3 separate regions of the Oryctolagus cuniculus genome follow, and all the other regions are linked to region 3. Evidence: chromatin contacts called from public Micro-C data. All regions are on one chromosome and are shown on one strand. Each heading gives the region's core, a stretch centred on a gene start, on an enhancer-like site or on the middle of the called end of the contact. The rest is flanking DNA. Distances are from core to core; before and after follow the strand shown. Region 1 holds the start of SUGCT (succinyl-CoA:glutarate-CoA transferase). Region 2 holds the start of RALA (RAS like proto-oncogene A). Region 3 holds the start of CDK13 (cyclin dependent kinase 13).

Region 1 (2,831 bases), core at 242-2,741, 160 kb before region 3:
AACTTTCTGATGACTCGTTGAATGCATGGATTTTTTAAAAATTGGACAAAAACAAACTTTTAAGTCCATTTTCCATAAATTTTGTATTACTGTATATGACATATGTGACCCTTTAACTCATTCAATAAATATCCGAGTACCCAATTGCCAGACATTAAGCTAAACATCAAAGACAATATTCCAATTTTTGACTGGGGCAGAACTATACAATAAAGCGGACAGGCTGGTGTCTTTACTCCTTAACTGCATCACCAAGTCTTGATGGGATTACTCTGCTTTGACATTGCAAGTCGAATCCACAGTAGAAAAGAACTGTGGCAAACTTAATTCTCCCAGAATAAACCAATCAAAAAACCTGTGTGTGTTTCCATTCATCAAGGAGAACGGAAGCTGAGAAGATGCCAACACTCTTCAGCTGAGCATATCACAGAACTCGTTTACAGCACACAGGGAGCAGAGGCAGCTGCAGGAGGGTGCAGACTTAAGGAAAACCACAGGTCTGGACTTCCCGGTAGGCTATGATTTAATGAGTCCTACAGGTCTTTAGGATTCTGTATCCTACAAGCTGATTTCCAGATTCATGGTAGACTATCATTCCCAAATTCTGAGAAGGTAGAGAAAATTCTAGAAAACCAGTAAATCTAAATTTCATCCTATAAATATAATTCAGGGACAGGTGCCTGGTACTACGACGTCTTTTATTAAACAGGAGATATCATTCTTGAATTGTCACACTTTTCTTAAAAATTTACAAAACAATATATCAAGAATTTTGGCCATATTTTGCTATTTTAAATAAATCGGTGCCTCTGTTCCTAACCCCCTCCTTAACCCTCTTCCACTGAACAAGAACTGAAAGGGGTAAAGTTCAGTTTTTGTTAGCACAACTTCTCCCCTAAGTCATTCCAAGCAGCAGGCTGAAGTCCTTTCTGAAATGCAGCTGGGTGCCCAGGTTTAAAGTTAATGCCAACTTGGCAGAGTGCAGAGGCGCGCGCCAAGGGTACCCGCGTTGGGGCCGGACTAGCTCGGACGAGCCTGGCCTGGGCCGCGGGCGCCGGGCAGAGCGACCACCAGGCGGCCAGAAAGCCGGGCGAGTCTGGCCGCGGGGCCACAGAGCCAGGGCACCGGGAGGCGAGAAAAGCCAAACTGTGGGCTTCGGGGCAACATCACGAAAGCGCGGGCTCTGTCAGGATGCCCCAAGAGGGAAGCTGGGGCAGGGGTCCCTGTCGCCGCCCGGACCGAGAGTCGGAGTGTACCTGACTGCGGGCGGCCGGTCCACAGCCCCCTCCCGCCGCCCCGGCCGGACAGGAGGCGGGTTCTCGGCAGAACCACCACCCTTGCCAGCTTCGCCAGCATCGCGCTCCTCTCAGACAGCGTCTGCCCGGTGTGAGAGAACCCGGCGCGGCGTCTTCTGCCGCCACTGGGGGCGCACGCGGGCTCCTCCGATCCCGCCCCACTCGGAGCGGTACGGGGCGGGGCCGAGCTTGCCCCGCCTCGGGTTGCCACCCTGGTGGTGTGGGCTCGCTTGTCAGTCCGACCAAGAACCGCCGGACTGAACAGCCTAAAGGAAAGGGGTAGGTTATTGGCCCTTCCTTTATCTTTTTTCTTCCTCTCGCCTTCACTTAAGTCCACTCAATCTCCACTTAACTCAGTGACTTATTTAGGACGCCAGTCCCTTGCGGAACCTTTCGATGCCGGAACCAATGTGTTGCAGCGCGCTGCCGACAGGCGAACTGTTTTGGTGAAGGACGACCAGTTCTCAGAGGAGGGTCGACTGGTGCAGTTCCGGTGGGAAAGCGCGGCAGCGAGGTGCTCGGCTTCAGCGCGATATGAACAGACAGAATTTTCGACCCCCGACTCCTCCTTATCCCGGCCCGGGTGTCGGAAGTTGGGGTAGCGGGAGCAGCTTCCGGGGTACTCCGGGCGGTGGCGGACCGCGGCCGCCCTCCCCTCGGGACGGGTACGGGAGCCCGCACCACACGCCGCCGTACGGGCCCCGATCTAGGCCTTACGGGAGCGGCCACTCTCCGCGACACGGCGGCAGCTTCTCGGGGGGCCGGTTCGGGTCTCCGTCTCCTGGCGGCTACCCTGGCTCCTACTCCAAGTCCCCCGCGGGGTCCCAGCAGCAATTCGGCTACTCCCCAGGGCAGCAGCAGACCCACCCCCAGGTAATAATAGCCAGCGTTTGCCGAGCTCTTGCTGTATGGCAGGCGTGGTACTGCTAATCCCTTTACGTGAGCTATTTTTCTTTACTCCTCTATGAGGTGATACTATTGTTTACCCTATTTTTCAGATGAGTAAACTGAGGCTTAAAGTTGTTGTCTTAAGATTATCCTAAAATGTGGCAGAATCGTACGTCCTGTTGTATTTAACCAGTTCACTGCCACTCGGAGACACAGGTTGTCCTAATTTTCCGTTTCCTCTCCCTGTCTGAGGCCCTTACCAGTTTATCTCACTGAATTAGTCTAGTCTCCTGTGCTCAGTAAAAAAAATGAAAAGTGGATACCTAGGATACAGTCTCTCCTAGTTTCAGATTGCTGCCATCTTCCTGCAGCAGCCCCCTTTTCTTTTTTCTTTTCTACCTGTATTTATTTATTTATATATTTTTCAAGCTATTATTCTGGCTTCTGTTCCAAGTTCTCTCTCAAGGGAAAATCGGTGGTAGTGGAAGTTTTCCATCTGTGTACAAGAAAAGATGGGTCCAGGATTTCCTCATATGCAATTTGTGTCCACTTGGTGTTTTCCAACTTTATGTCTGCTGACCCAACCCTGTCTCTTTGAGCCTGGAGCTAAGAATATAGAAAATTTTCATGGGGCAGGCCTTTGGCAGA
Region 2 (3,110 bases), core at 304-2,803, 150 kb after region 3:
AATGATGAGTAAGACATGGCTCCTGCCCTGAAGAAACCAAAGGCTTAAAAACAACGATTTAAGTCACAAGAGTCATTTTATGATAATAATGTATTAACAGACAAAAACATACGTTAATAAGATAAATTTAAATTCACTAGTATACATAAGCTAAAAGGAATTCCTTCTGCGGTAAGCTTTTTAAAAATTTTGTATTCAATTTTTGGAACATGATTAAAGCTGTAATTTCTCCCAGGAAAAGAATGCACTTAGGACACGCCTTTATAAACCGTGCGCCCACCCCCAACCACCACCACCACCATCAACGATTTGTAAATCAAGGTGCTTTTCAGCTTGACACCTAGGGCGTGGCACTGGAGTTCTCGCACTACCCCTACGACACCTGGGTGAGCGCTCACGGTTCTGGACATTCAGGTTTCCAAGCAAAGCCCAGTTTACTCCCTAAATCTCTCTAAACCTTAAACGGCACTGCCCATCCCCGAGCGCCGGCACCTCCGCCGACTTACACACGGCTGCTCGGACTGAAGCACACAAATCACATCTTCCACTTCTGGAAATCTTTCAGGAACGAATCACAGAGCAAACAACCACCCGCCCACCCCAAACATCCACGCTGCCTTCCTCTTCCTAGAGGCTGATTACCTGAACGTGGGCTAAATCTGTGCTACAGCCCAGGGCCAGCTGTTCAGTTCGGTGTGGAGCGTCTAATGACTCCGGTCTGAAAAAGCCATCCCTGTAACTGGCACAAAACCCTGGCGGAGACGCTTAAAAGGCAACTGCTCCGATACAGGCAAGGAGTGGAAAGAAAGGGAAGGAGGAGAGGGGCGCAGTGAGGCGCGGGGACTGCGGCGGCAGAGGGTCCCCCCAGGTCTCCGGCACCGCCCGGGCGGGGACCTCGGTGCGGCGTGCCAGAGATGCGAGGTGACCTTCGCGCGAGGCCAACTCGGGGGACTTCGCCGCTCGCTCCCAGGGGGTGCACTCGCCCGCACGGCGGCGAACCCATGGCCCCCAGGATTCCAGCCCAGGCTCGTACCGCAGCTCTAACCCGGAATGTGCAATCTCGGCAGCCGGACGCTGCGCCTGGGCCTGGGCCCGCCGCCACCCGGACACACCCCCGCCGCCGCTCCGGTCCCCCAGGCCCTCCCGGGGTGGCCCGGGCAGGCATCGCTCACCTGCACCTCGAGCCGGTCCGCAGCCCCGCGGGCTTCTGAAGCCGCGGCCGCGCTGGCTCCGGCCGGAGGGGGCTCGGCCCTTGTCTGGGAGGCTCCGCGCCGGGAGCGGCAGGAGGAGTCCGACGGGCGGCGGCGGAGCCTGGGCGGCAGGAGGAGGAGGAGGCGGAGGAGGAGGGGAAAGCGGACGACTCTGCCACTCCGCTCTGGGGAGATCCACCCTCCTCCTGGCCGCTCTGCAGCAGCCGCCGCAGATCACTTCCGGGGCGCTGGGGAGCGGGGTGGGGCCGGCTGGAGAGTGACTTCCTGTCCGCGGGCGGAGAGGAGGGCGATCGCCGTCCTGGGCTGAAGAACAATGGCTTGGGAGGCGCGGGCTGGCTGGCCTCCGCCCCTTGCCGCGTAGGGCGGAGTGCCCTGCCTTTCGAGCGATCCTCCACCGGGCTTTCAGCGCCCAGCGAGGCGAAGTCACCTCCCGGGGACCCGGGAGTGGCCGCGGGCCTCGGCGGAGGTGCCCGGATCTCGGCGTCGCGCCGCGACGTCCTTGTCTCTTTTCTGGGGACTAGGAGGGGGTTCCCGGGGAGAAAGGGGAGAGCGGAGGCCGCCATCTTGGTTTTAATGGGGGCAGCCCTCTTCTTCCCCGGCGACTTAGGGTACTGGGAGGCTGCGCGGGTCGCTGGCTGGGGTTTTCCAGTGGAACCAGCGACGTGGCTCGTTGTGGGCCGAATCCCAGGAGGGTGGTCAGGCGCCTGCCCTGGCTGGAGGGTCTCCGCGGGCTGGCCTGAGCCTCCTAGCTCACTGTTGACCCCTGCAAAATTCGCCTCTGCGGATGGTCTGCGGGCCCTGTCTGAGGGGTCTCAGGCCCCCTTGCGCCTCTGTAAGTTCATGTAGCTTTGAGGTCATCCTGCAGCCCTTTTGGTGCTGTGATTTGATAGCTTAAGTGAAAAGTTGACTAAATCGGTTGTTTCATTTAAATTTCTCCGTATGTTTGAATCCGTTTGCCTAACATCCGGGTTGCAGCTGCAGATTCTTATCTCCCCACAAACCATTTTAGTACCAAATAGGAGCTTTTCTTACCCATTCGAGAAAGGCCCATTCTAGAAGGCAGTTGTGAAAGCAAGTACTTGTGTTTGGAAGTATGTTTTATCGAGGAATGTAGAGGAAAGAGTAGGATGCTTTTGTGAACTCTGGGAGTTTAGAAGATAGGTAGCATTTCCAAGCACAAAATCAGGGGTCGGATGACAAATCGGGATCCAGGCAGAATGCACTGTAGCACCAGGACAAATAGCGTGTGTTGAAAAGACTTAAGTAGTAATTACAGGTCTTAAAGTTCAAGGCTGCGTTGCTGAAAAAGATGAGGTTGAAGAAGCATACAGGAGTCAAATGGAGCATGACTGTTCCATTCTCTGGTGAGGCAATGTAGAGGAAGGACCCTGGACAGAATTTCAACCTAAACTGTTCTGTTGGTGGAGAACGGATTTTTTGAGGGGAGGAGCAGGACGAGGAGAGAACTTGAGACAAAGGGCCACCGCAGAAGAAGAGAAAATCTAAGGACTCACCTGAGAGGCAGCGACTTGAATATGTATTTCTGGAGGAAGCTGTTGGGTAAGAGAAGGGAAGTGGCAATAAAGGGACCTTACTTTGTTTTAGGGGAGGAGTAGGATTAAGGTATGCTATACCGGATGAAATAAGGGCGAGCTAGGGACTCTGGAACTTCTTTTTGCAGAAAGGGAGCTTGATTTTGGCCCTGGAAGTTTGAAGTGCCAGTGGTGCTACCTAGTGGCAGTTGCTGTATGCGTCTAGAGGTGTAAGGGGCAGCTGGGCTGAAGTTAGAAACACCATGGGCTTACAGTACCATGTCCAAGCAGACCGCTGCACTTCATGGAGAATCGTTTGAAAACAACTTCTTTCTCCATGCTTTTACTTGGGAAGATTACTAAAATA
Region 3 (2,742 bases), core at 56-2,555:
CCCTCCTGCGCGCCTCTTGCCTCTCGCCAGCCGCTTGACCTCCAGAGGGGGGCCCGGGCTGAAGCAAGAGGAGGAGGCCGCGGCGGCGGCGGCTGCGGCGGCGGCCGTGCCGGGAGCAGCCAGGAAGAGCAGAGGCGGCGGGGGCGGCGGCGGTTGCAGGAGCTGCGGCTGCAGGAGCGGCAACAGCAGCGGCGGCTGCTGAGGGGACAGGAATCGCCTCCGCTTGCGGCGTTCCTCCAACTTCTTCTCCGCCCAGCTCAGGCCCCCGCCTCCCCCCAGCGCCGTGTCGGAGCTGCTCGGCATCGCCTAGAGCCCGCCGCAGAGCGCGGCGCGGGTGCGGCCTCCTCCCGGGTCAGATCCTAGCCATCTTCCCCGCCGGAAACGGGAACGGCGGCGGCGGCGGCGGAGGGACACCGAGCACCAGGGCCGGCCGGGAAACGCGCCACGATAATCCGGATCGGGACTCGGGTCCCTGGATTCCAGGTCACGGTGGGGTACGCAGCGGCCTCCGGGCCTGGGAGAAGCTGGAATCCGGGCGGCGGAGCTCCCGATCGCGCTCCTGGTCCTATTCTCGGCAGCAAAAACACCAGATGAGCTGGGCGCTGACCTGCGGGGGAGTCCGGAGTCCTCCAAGTGCCCCCGCGGGTGGGGGTGCGGCCTCGGCCGCGCTCTCGGCTCCGGCAGCGCAACGCGGAAGTACCACCTTCTTCTCCGCTTCACTCCATCGCGCCCTGACGTCGGGTGCGAGTTCAGGGGAGGGGAGTGGGCGAGACAACAACACGCCTCCGCCGCCTGCTCCTCCGCGTCGACGTCGTCCTCCCGGGGTGGCGGCGCCACAGCGAGGGCGCCTCGGAAGTGGCCTGGGCCTGACAACAACTCCCGGCCTAGGGCCTCGCGCACTCTGCGGCCCGCGGGCACGGGCGGCGGGGCGAGGCGAGGCGACGCGACGTGGGGGCCACCGGGCTGCGGCTCCCCGCCGGGGCAGCGAGTGTGCGGGGCTGGGCGGGGGGCTGTTTCCGGGGAGATGGGGGCGGGGGCGTTTCTGAGTCTGTGGCGGTGGCTACGAGCCCTGACTTTCTTCTCCCTGCGCCGCCGCGAATAGAGGTGGCGGAGCTGCCCCGTCCCTCCGCTCCCCCCCCTCCACGAGGAGGCTCCTGGTGTGCGCGGCCGGCCCCGGCTCGCTCCTCCCCTTCCCTCCCCGCTCCTCGTCAGGAGGAGGGAGGGCGACAGGACTTGCTGGTTGGGCCCTAACCTCCACAACCCCTCCTTCTCGCCTCGCTCTCTCGGCTTTTCCCCTCGGCCTGGACGGAAGGCCGGGAGCGCGCACGCACGTCACGCTCCGAGAGAGCCGAAGGTAAGTGGTGGCGGGGGGCCAGGGAGGCGGGAACAAAGTTGCCGCGCACTGGCGTGCTCGCTCCCGTCAGGGACCGGCCGTCCGCACCGGACGTGGCGTAGTGTAGTGATCGCTTCGCTTCCGGTGAGGGTGGGACTCTGTGTGAAGAAGGGTTAAAGAAAGGAGAGGATTCGTGCGCCGCCCACTGCTGTCGCCTGCGACTGTCCGGGTGGTGGCACGCTTGTCGTGCCTGTTGCTTGCGTCTAGCGCGCGGTGCTGGCTGCGCCTCTCCGCAGACGCGGCACTGCCGGCCTGTTGTGGAAAAGGTCACGACGGGAATAAGGATCCCCGGAGAGCCCGAGAGCAGCAGTGCGTTTGGTGGCTTTCTGGACCGGGCAGTCACCCCCGGTCTACCCTCAGCCAGACGCCGGGATTGGAACAACTGCTAGAGAAGGAGAGGAGGCCCCACAAAAGAGGGCGGGGATGACGTTAGCTTAACTTGTCTCACAGACGGCCAAGTTGGAGGATCCATCCCAACCCAAAAACACTGGAGTCACAGTCTCGTACTTCGGTAACACTGAAGTTTACTTGAAAAAAATTTTAAAGCTTTAAATCAGTTTAGGGAATAAATTGATTGTCGGATGCTGAAAATCCCAGAATTTACAGATGGCTTCCCCCCCACCACACACACACACACACACACACACACACCCCGCGCGCACACACTTTCGCCTTCGTGTCTAAGCGAATGTGGCTGCCAAGCATAACCGTATAGTGACCTCCTCTCATTTCTTGCTTTAGCAAGATTGTTCTTGCAGCATTCGGGATAATTAGATTAGAATCTAAACGGCTTACTGGCTTTTTGTTTAGGAAGGAAAGCTAAACTGTTCAATGGTTGCTTGGCCTTTACAAGGTTATTTGTTCAGATCATCAGTTGGTTCTTAGTTCTTAAGCAGTTGGTGTCTATCCATTATCCCTTAGAGTAAATAATTTTAATCAGCTTTGACCTACCTAAGCTAAAATCAGACGTCACTGACAGAATACAAAGGGTGTTTGTTTGCTGCAGGATAAAGTAAGAAGCAAAGCAATAGGTGATCTTAAAGTCAGAGTGGCAGGCCTGTGTGGATCACACAGTGGGACCCTCTGTGCAACCAGTGGGGGGAAGAGTGATAAGGGCATTGGGAAGTTTAGGAGACAAGCTATCTAAAATAAATTTCTCTTCATCATTATTGATGAGCCAGGGTCCTATAGCTAGTCTCCTGAAGACTAGTTATCAAGTGGCTTTTTCCAGTCAATCAACTTGCCCTATAACCCTGGTTTTAAAAGCCTGGAACAACAAAACAAAGAGAACATAATAGTAGGTTTATCTGGAAGTCCCCCATATCTATAACCAGTTCCATTTGAGAATA

Evidence for each region. Hi-C and Micro-C count contacts between places; a contact is called where the count stands out from the background.
Region 1: a Micro-C map of ear pinna shows a contact between it and region 3, with 3 times the contacts expected there. The contact joins the promoter of SUGCT here to the promoter of CDK13 in region 3. A contact is called at or near these places in 3 of 6 Hi-C or Micro-C datasets (ear pinna, psoas muscle and an unstated tissue).
Region 2: a contact with region 3 is called in a Micro-C map of ear pinna, with 4 times the contacts expected there. The contact joins the promoter of RALA here to the promoter of CDK13 in region 3. A contact is called at or near these places in 3 of 6 Hi-C or Micro-C datasets (ear pinna, skin fibroblasts and an unstated tissue).

The regions. Positions count from the first base shown.
Region 1 is chr16:30,047,476-30,050,306 of mOryCun1.1, reverse strand. It overlaps SUGCT (succinyl-CoA:glutarate-CoA transferase), which reads right to left and starts at 1,491. Exons shown (of 14, transcript XM_017344447.3): 1 at 1,257-1,491. The coding sequence starts at 1,356. It overlaps MPLKIP (M-phase specific PLK1 interacting protein), which reads left to right and starts at 1,456. Exons shown (of 3, transcript XM_008261671.4): 1 at 1,456-1,574; 2 at 1,665-2,168. The coding sequence starts at 1,830.
Region 2 is chr16:29,738,150-29,741,259 of mOryCun1.1, reverse strand. It overlaps RALA (RAS like proto-oncogene A), which reads right to left and starts at 1,553. Exons shown (of 5, transcript XM_002713768.5): 1 at 1,173-1,553.
Region 3 is chr16:29,884,808-29,887,549 of mOryCun1.1, reverse strand. CDK13 (cyclin dependent kinase 13) reads right to left here and starts at 1,305. Exons shown (of 14, transcript XM_070059760.1): 1 at 1-1,305. The coding sequence starts at 303.